3 separate regions of the Mus musculus genome follow, and regions 1 and 2 are each linked to region 3. Evidence: chromatin contacts called from public Hi-C data. All regions are on one chromosome and are shown on one strand. The core of a region is the stretch at or near the end of the contact, and the rest is flanking DNA. Distances in the headings are between cores, read along the strand shown.

The links. Hi-C and Micro-C count contacts between places; a contact is called where the count stands out from the background.
Region 1: a Hi-C map of pancreatic cancer cells shows a contact between it and region 3, with 7 times the contacts expected there. The contact joins two enhancer-like sites. A contact is called at or near these places in 3 of 39 promoter capture datasets (embryonic stem cells, hippocampal neurons and stem cell-derived epiblast-like cells), 36 of 484 Hi-C or Micro-C datasets (the G1E-ER4 cell line, LSK cells, Sertoli cells and 13 more) and 2 of 115 datasets of contacts at active chromatin or transcription factors (embryonic stem cells and pancreatic cancer cells).
Region 2: a contact with region 3 is called in a Hi-C map of bone marrow-derived macrophages, with 2.7 times the contacts expected there. The contact joins two enhancer-like sites. A contact is called at or near these places in 9 of 484 Hi-C or Micro-C datasets (LSK cells, bone marrow-derived macrophages, cortical neurons and 3 more).

What each region holds. Positions count from the first base shown.
Region 1 is chr3:36,339,590-36,342,289 of GRCm38.p6, forward strand. No RefSeq gene overlaps it. Among named protein-coding and RNA genes, the nearest start is that of Gm42208, 62 kb to the left of the region's middle. Within about 2 kb of position 1,377, at least 39 of the 459 cell types and tissues checked have an H3K27ac peak or open chromatin away from gene starts, as enhancers often do. A contact at or near this core is called in embryonic fibroblasts and pancreatic cancer cells, where this site is marked.
Region 2 is chr3:36,317,391-36,320,090 of GRCm38.p6, forward strand. No RefSeq gene overlaps it. Among named protein-coding and RNA genes, the nearest start is that of Gm42208, 40 kb to the left of the region's middle. Within about 2 kb of position 1,416, at least 10 of the 459 cell types and tissues checked have an H3K27ac peak or open chromatin away from gene starts, as enhancers often do. A contact at or near this core is called in bone marrow-derived macrophages, where this site is marked.
Region 3 is chr3:36,494,141-36,496,970 of GRCm38.p6, forward strand. No RefSeq gene overlaps it. Among named protein-coding and RNA genes, the nearest start is that of Gm11548, 11 kb to the right of the region's middle. Within about 2 kb of position 1,436, at least 71 of the 459 cell types and tissues checked have an H3K27ac peak or open chromatin away from gene starts, as enhancers often do. A contact at or near this core is called in bone marrow-derived macrophages, embryonic fibroblasts and pancreatic cancer cells, where this site is marked.

The sequences.
Region 1 (2,700 bases), core at 127-2,626, 150 kb before region 3:
ATTAAACAAAGTGATAAAGAGTCGCTCAACAAATATTTCCTTAAGAAAACTAAAACAGCCCATCCTCGGTTTCCAGCTTCTAATGGTTGACACTCGAGTCTCCACGTTTTGCCCACCCTTGCCCACTGGCCACTATTCTTCATTAGCTGTGAGGTCTCTCCTTCACTTATTTCACATAAATAAAAGACTCATAAGTTTTTAAGGCAACTTTCTCCTTAAAATGTTGCAACAGCACTCCATCTCCATGAGCTGTCGTCACGCACTCTATCAAACCATGAGATGAATACAGCACCCACCCCATATGTGGAGATTCCTGCTGTGAAACCACATAGAGCTGATTTATAGATTGTTTATGACCATACACAGGTACCTAAGGTCACATTTTTCTTTTAATTAAAACTTTATTGTAAATAACTTACAAATTAAAAAAAAATCACAGATTAGTCAGACCCAAAGACTATATATCTTGTTTGAACTTTTATACAGTTAAAATAGTCATTTTGAAGTTACAGAGTTTCACTTTTACTATCAATTATATTTTTATGCACTTACCCTGTCCTAGTTTGCTTTTTGTTGCTATGACAAATGCCATTCTCCACAACAATTTGAGGAAGAAAGGAATCACCTGGCTTTTGAGTTTCCAAGGCCTGTACCATGAAGGAAGTACACAAAGTCATTTGCCAAGGGGCATCTGTCTCCAAAACATGTGTGTGTGTGTGTGTGTGTGTGTGTGTGTGTGTGTGTGTTGTATACAAAACAACCTAAACAACCAAGCAAGCAAATAAACAACAATAAAACCTGTTTCAGCCACCATTGTTTATCACACACCACCCTAAACCTTAGCTACAGAACATACCAATAACTACAGAACGTTAAAGAACAACACACTGCCTCATCTGAATGAGAGCTAGGCCATCCCAAGAGTGAGTGGCTAGGTGAAGGTGAAGGTGAAGGTGAAGGTGAAGGTGAAGGTGAAGGTGAAGGTGAAGGTGAAGGTGAAGGTGTTGGCCAGTTAAGATATCCTAAAGGCTATTCCCTCCCATACTCTACCTGGACTGAAGAGACACTAAGAGGAATGGTGTGCAGGAGTTTGAAGCTGTAGGTAATATAGCCCTATAATTTCATAACAAGAGCTTAGTGGGATGTTCTGGCTGGTGTTCCGACCAGAATGTCAGTAGAAATATGGACAGCCGAAGCCAGGCTCGTGAGATTGGGGAGGGGCACTCACTGTGAGTTGAATGAGAGGCATTAATGCTACATTCTGGCAATGAATCTGGCTGTGTTTTCCGCCTATTTTTCTGAAAAATTGTTTAAGGCTGAATTCAAAGGAATGGACTAAGTTGGTTGGTGGAGGACATTTCAAAACAGCTAAACATCCAGGCTGTGACATAACCATTGCTCACCACTCTCTGATTCACAATATGGGGGCTGGTGAGAGGCTGAGCAGGAAAAGGAACTGGCTGCCTGCCAAGCCTGTGGACTTGAGTTTATGCTCCAGAGCCCACACGGTTCTAGGAAAGAGAGAACTGACTCCCACAAATTATGCTCTAACCCTCCCCCACAAACATGTCATGCACACACACGTGAAAATCACACATGTGGGCAAAGAGCACAATGTAGTAAGAAGTGTGGACAGAGTCGCTGTTATCACTGAAGAGACCTGCTCTTCGAGAGCAGCATCTACACACTGAGAAAAGCTCTTGCAGGGTAAGACTTCGCATATCTAGAACCTCAGCTTGTAAAAATGCAAATTCGTTTGAAAAAAAGAATGCCTGAACCAAGTCCTCAGGGCATCCTGCCCAAGTGAAACCACTTAGAAATGTTCTCTCCCTGGGCACAACAGAGCAGGTGCCCTGAAACTACTGAAGACCAGTGGTGGAAGGAAGGAAGGCAAACTACATTGCCCAACCACCTCCAGTAGGATGTGTGTGACAAGTTCCACAGACTGAGGCGGTTGATCTCGAAAGGGGGAGGCCTCCTGGAACCTCGCTGGAGAAAAATTATTGCGCCGTAGTTCTCATGGCAATCTATCTGTTTTGTTTTCTCCTATGCCTTTCCTTATTTACATGTTCCTGGTAGCCTAGGGCAATAATGGGTAAGAAACCATCTCTTGAGATGGGGTCACTAACATGGCCTTAGCCCCGGGGAAACCAATGCTTTACTTTTTAAATCATTTACAACACTATAATGATAGATAAAAAAAAAACTTTACCAACAATACAATTTCATATGGCTGCACGTGTGTCATCGGAGGTGGGTTTTGGTATGTGGTAAAGAAAGCCTTAATTAGAAAGAATTAAAATAGTTTAAATTTATGTGCTGAAGATTTATAGAAAATCAGGCATTAGCTGTTAAATAATAGCTGACCATATGGGGCTGGAGAGGTAGCTCAGCGGTTAAGAGCACTGACCATAAAGATCTATTAACCTGCTTGGAAATATGCCACTAGCCCCACTAAATTCATCCTTTTGGAATTGTTATGTTTTGATGATTTATATTAATAATGATGTTACCTGTTCTGTTTGTGATTCACTGAACACATAGTTTCAGAGTTGTAATGCTTAGAAGATTTTTGTGCTTTACTGTGCCAAATGATTTTTGTTGGTATTTGTGATTGTTTCGCTGGATACAGATTCTAAGAGATGTAATGTCTAGTTTTTTAATATATAAAATCCCTTGCTTGAGAGCTGCAAAATACAC
Region 2 (2,700 bases), core at 166-2,665, 180 kb before region 3:
AAAGGGGGAAGGAAAGATAATAGTAAGGATGCCTGAAAAAATTTATAAGAAATTATATTACTATCCATCTAATTAAAAATACCTATAATAAATGTAAGTCTGTGTATACATATAAATATATGGTTTATTTAAACCATATTTTCCCGTCTGGGAAATGTTTCTCCCAAGACTATGTAACAAACCCCCCAACACCAGACATAGGAACCCCATTTTTGAATTCTTGGTCAGGGTTGTTCAAGACACATTCAAAAGGTTATAGACTATTACTGTCCCTCCAACCCCAAGAGGTAGAAGCTAAGTCCCTATCACTGAAGGGATCCTACACTTCAGACCCAGGACCCAGAGGACCAAGAGGTGGAAGCTAAGTCCTATCACTGAAGGCATCCTACACTTCAGACCCAAAAGCCAGAGGACTAGCTATCATGATATCAGAAGGCTCTATGCAAGAATCCAAAGAAAGGAAAAACCAATAGTCCTACCCAGCTATGATAGTTATTAAAAACCAATATATATATATATATAATATATAATATATATATATATATATATATGTATATATATATATATATATATATATATATGGCTAGCATGTCACAATAACACCAAGGGTATACACACCTTGCTGGCAACCAACAGCTTTCTAATTGTACTTAAGGCCTATTCAATAACAGAGAGAGCTAGCCTAGTATTAGAAACCTAGACAACTACTCAACGCTAAGGAGGTCATGGATCTTGGAGGAGAACCTACAACCACTACTTTTTAAAACCAGCATAATGTTAACTACATTCTAAATATTTATCCTTGTACTCACAGATAATCTATCTTATTTTCTTCATCAAGAAAACTTCTATTTGCAACAGACAGAGACCACTACAGAAAATCACAGCCAATCCAATGAAGAGCTGTGGGAGCCTAGTCCCAATCTACATCTATAACACAACTCCTGCACCCAGGGCTCAGGAATCATTGCAGAAGAGAGGCTAGAAAGACTGTGAGAGCCAGAATAGGAAGGTCCCTGTGAGATAGCGTCATGTGGAAATGTCAGAGAAGCTAGATACAGAAAGTCTCACCAGCACGGCTGCCTAAACATGACCTGAACACAGACAAGTTCAATAGATCTAGCAAGGTGGAAGTGGAAAAGCTTACAAAGCTTCAGCCCTAGGCAGGGAACTATGGGTAAAGAAGAAATGCTGGGAATGGGAGAAATCGTCTTCCCCTGGGATGATAAGAGCTCAGTTATATCCAATACACAATGGTCAGCCCTGAAAACATAAGAATACAAGTAACACAGGTAACATTGCACAGTCTTTCAAGGTCTCTCCCTCCCCCTCCCCCTCCTTTCTCTCTCACACACACACATCACATGCATGCACACACCACACACACACACACACACACACATTGTAAAAAGAGGAAATGAGACCATAAACTTAAAAAGAGTAAGGAGCATATATGGGAGGCAGTTAAAGGGAAGCAAGTGAAAGGGGAAATGATGTAATTATACTACAATCTCAAGAGATAATTAAAAATTAAGACAAATAGCTGACAGTTATATAAAAAAAGGTGCTACACTCTTTAAGTATCACTAAGAAAATGTAAATGACCACAGCAAGACCTCTTACCTGTTAGAATAGCTATTATCAAAGTCACAAAAGAGACCAGTGTTGGTCAGGATGCAGACATAGGTTCACTTGTATCTTGTTGGTTACATGGATACAACTCCTGCCAGTATGGAAAACTATATAGAAGCTTCTCAAAAAATGTAAAACTAGTTTGGCCACGTATCTAAAGGAAATTAAATTTATGTGCTAATAGTAGACCCAGAAGCCACTGCATTCAAACAATCACAGATGAGTAAATGAAGATTTTTTGGTGCATCTGTGCAATTAAATATTACCAGTTTAATTTTTTATTTGTGTGTATGTGATGTGTGTATATACATATATATGTATATATATGCATATATATAGCATATTGTGTGCATATATACATGTGTGCAAGCATGCATGCGTGTGTATGGATGTGTATGTATGATATGTATATGTATAGCATGCATGCGTGAGCACCTGTGTGTGTGCACACATGTGTCTGAATGCAGGGATACATATGGAAGTCAGAAGACAAATGTGGGTGTCTATCCTCACCATTTAGCTTTTCTAAGACAGGGTCTCTCTGTTGTCCCTCAGTCATACACCAGGCTATCTGGGCACGAGTGTCCACTGATCCTCTTTGCTCTGCCTCTCATTTTACCATAGGAATACTGCAATTATAGACACACTACTGTGCCTGGCTTTATGTGGGTTCTAGAGATTAAAACTCAGGTCCCTCACTCTTGCACAGTAAGCACTGAGCCATCTCCCTCCCTACCCATTACTCCGTCTTTAAATAAACAAAAAAGCAGAAGCAGCGTTCTCTTTCGTTTTCTATTATTTATCTTTCCTCTTGACATTGAACATACAGCATACTTTAAAACACTCTAAAAGAATCAGTTCTAAAATGTCATTGCTCAAAACATTTCAGAAGAATTCACTCAATGATCACTAAGTAGAAAATTAAAAGCAGTTTAGTTTTCTCATGGGAAAATACTTTAAATATTAAGAAGCCCACATTACACCCTCTGAATATCAATAATTTTCCAGAAATCAATCTCAAAGTGACCAGGAACTCCTACCTGATGAATAGCTTTCATAATGCTGGAA
Region 3 (2,830 bases), core at 186-2,685:
TCTCGTAGGTGAGTCACTGGCCACAGATGCCCTGAGTTTGCTTCAAGTTGTAACAGAACAAACAAACCACAGGACTGTCATTAAATGTTTCCTAGAGGCCTGGGTTAGACCCAATCAGGCTCTTTCCTGTTCCTGTGCCCACCTGCCCTCAGTCCACCACAACATCTATTCTATTTTCCCTTCCCAGGGAGATCCGTGCATCCCCTCCTGAGCCCTCCTTGTTATTTAGCCTTTCTGTGTGTGTGTGTGTGTGTGTGTGTGTGTGTGTGTGTGTGTGTGTGTGTATTAGTTATTTTAGCTTGGTGTTTTTGTGGGACTCCTAACAGAGGGAGCAGGGGTTGTTTATGATGCTTTTGCTGCCTTTAGAACCCCGTCCTCCTACTGCATTGCCCTGTCCAGTCTTATTATAAAGAGAGTTGCCTAGTCATATTATAACTTAATATGCCATGTTTGGTTGATATCCCTGGGAGGACTGCGCCATTCTGAAAGGTAATGGAGGAGGAGTGGATGAGAAGGAAAGAGGTGGCAGGGCAGGGGGCTGAGAGGAGAGGAGTGAGGGGACATTGTGGTTGGGATGTTATATATGAGAGAATAAATTAATAAAACAAAGTTTCCTGGGGTAGCACCCAATTCAGCCTGTGTTACTGCTGAGGGGCCAGGAACAGTGACTCACCAAACCATGTGCTTGTTAGGGTTTCCTCCAGCCACCAGCAGACGTGCTGGAATTACTTCTGTGAGGTACAGAATACAATTTCTTTTTAAAAAGACTATAAGCCAAACCATTATTAGATATTATACAGCCATAATAAAATACCAATGCATAAAATCTCCCCTAGCAGTTTCCATCAAAATTGTACTACATCCAGCTACAAAACAGAAGTGAGGGGGCCTCAATATATTATAGCCCACCGTTAGTCACAGATCATTTATTAAGTAGACAAAAAAATACCCAGGCGTTTTTAACTTTCATCAGAGTTGTGTGAGGGGAAACTGCTTGTGGCCCCAGACAAGGAGAAAGTACCCAGCCTCAATGCCAGTCCTGCCAAAGCTGACTATCTGGGAAGCTGCATTTTCTATTAGACAACCAGCAATGTCTGGAGACTTTCTTTCAGCTTACCCTGGACCCAAACCAAAGTGATCAATATTTCCATGTCAGAAGCTTAGCCCTGTGGTGGTGACCTCCATCTTGCTTCACAATATATTGGCAAAGTCAGGTTGGCCGGAAAATAGGCAGGTCAAGGGTGCCGAAAAGTAATGGTTTCGCTTTTAAAATCCTGAGCTAATGGCTAATTTAATATCCTGAGCTGAGCTACTTGTAATGCCTGTACCTCCTCCCTGGAGGTGGCACAGGACCAATAGCTAATGATTCCTTAGCTATCTTTTATTTAGTAATGACAACAGCAGCAATCATGGCTGGACATTTGCTAACTGCCTGATATGAATCACGTCAGCTTTGTGCTGTTATCCCAGGGCTGTGACCTCTCTTGGCTGGAGAAGCGCCTCAATTGATAGGAAGCAGGAAGCAGCGCCACCTGGCGGACTCTGTCTGAAGTGTGTAAGAGAATCAACTCACAGAAGTCTCACTTCAGTGTGTGCAAGGGACCTGAGTCGTCTTTCAGGCCTGCGCAGTTCTCTGATGGCTCCTGCCTGTTAGGTCTCAGAGAAACTCAGGACAAAAGGCTAACTGAAATGCCTATTTAGCTCGCAAAAGCGGATGCTAGTGGCCAGGCTCTCTCAGCATCTCTCAGTACCACCCCCTACCTCCCGCCCCAAACCTCTCCAGCCTCTGAGCATCATTGTTCTTGTTTCTATATAACCCACCCATTTTGACCTCTGGCTTTCTTGGTTACCCTTTGGACTCTTGGCCTCTTGGTTCTTCTTCTTCTCCTGGTCCCCTCTCTTGTCTCTCTCTCTCTCTCTCTTTCTTCTTCTTCTTCTTCTTCTTCTTCTTCTTCTTCTTCTTCTTCTTCTTCTTCTTCTTCTTCTTCTTCTTCTTCTTCTTCTTCCTCTCTTCTCTCCCTCCCATCTCTCCTCTCTGCTGGCCATGTTCCGTCCATCCGTACTCGTCCAGATGCCTCTGGCTCTTCTCTCCCTCCTATCTACAATAAAAACCTTCTCTCAACCATACCTAGAAGGGACCATGCCCGTGTTTTCATTCACTGCCCTCAAGGGATCTGCAAAAACAAACAAATTATAACGTTCTACTTCATGAATGCTCACATTTAGAGACTGCTCCCCGCGCGCCCAGATAGAATTAGATGTTCCGTTTTTCTCAAGGGGCAGGGGTATCCTTTAAGGAAAGACTTTTGGTCCCGGGCCTAATGTTGGGAACACTGCGTTACTTGGCAGCTTTGGTTGCCAGTGAAGAAGGCCAGTGCCAAGAAGAGCCGCTAAGACAGAGTTTAGTGACTTTCTCAGGCTTAGCCTTTCAGGTGGGTTTTGGCCTGGCAGAGAGACAAATTTTTTTAGCTGGGTCCTGGATCCCAGTAGGAAAGGCATTATTTATTGCTACTAAATAAGAGACTTTCCATACTAAGACTTTCTGCTTGAGTTAGTGGGTAGTCACTTCCAGCCGCCTGTCCTGGGTGAACATTGATGCCTACCCTTGTGCACGGAATTGCTAGAATAGTCCTCTGCCCAGGTTTGGAGACAGCCTGCTGTGGACAAAGCTGTTTCAGACCCAGGATTCAGGACTGAAGCGTTCACCAGGACGGAAGAGGCTCAGGCAGAGAAAGCCCGAAAGCCCGAAGCTGAACTGGCTTCTCAGACTTTTCTGAAGAGCTTTTGCGACTTTGGGGCCCACAGCTTTGCCACGTCTGCAAGAGACAGC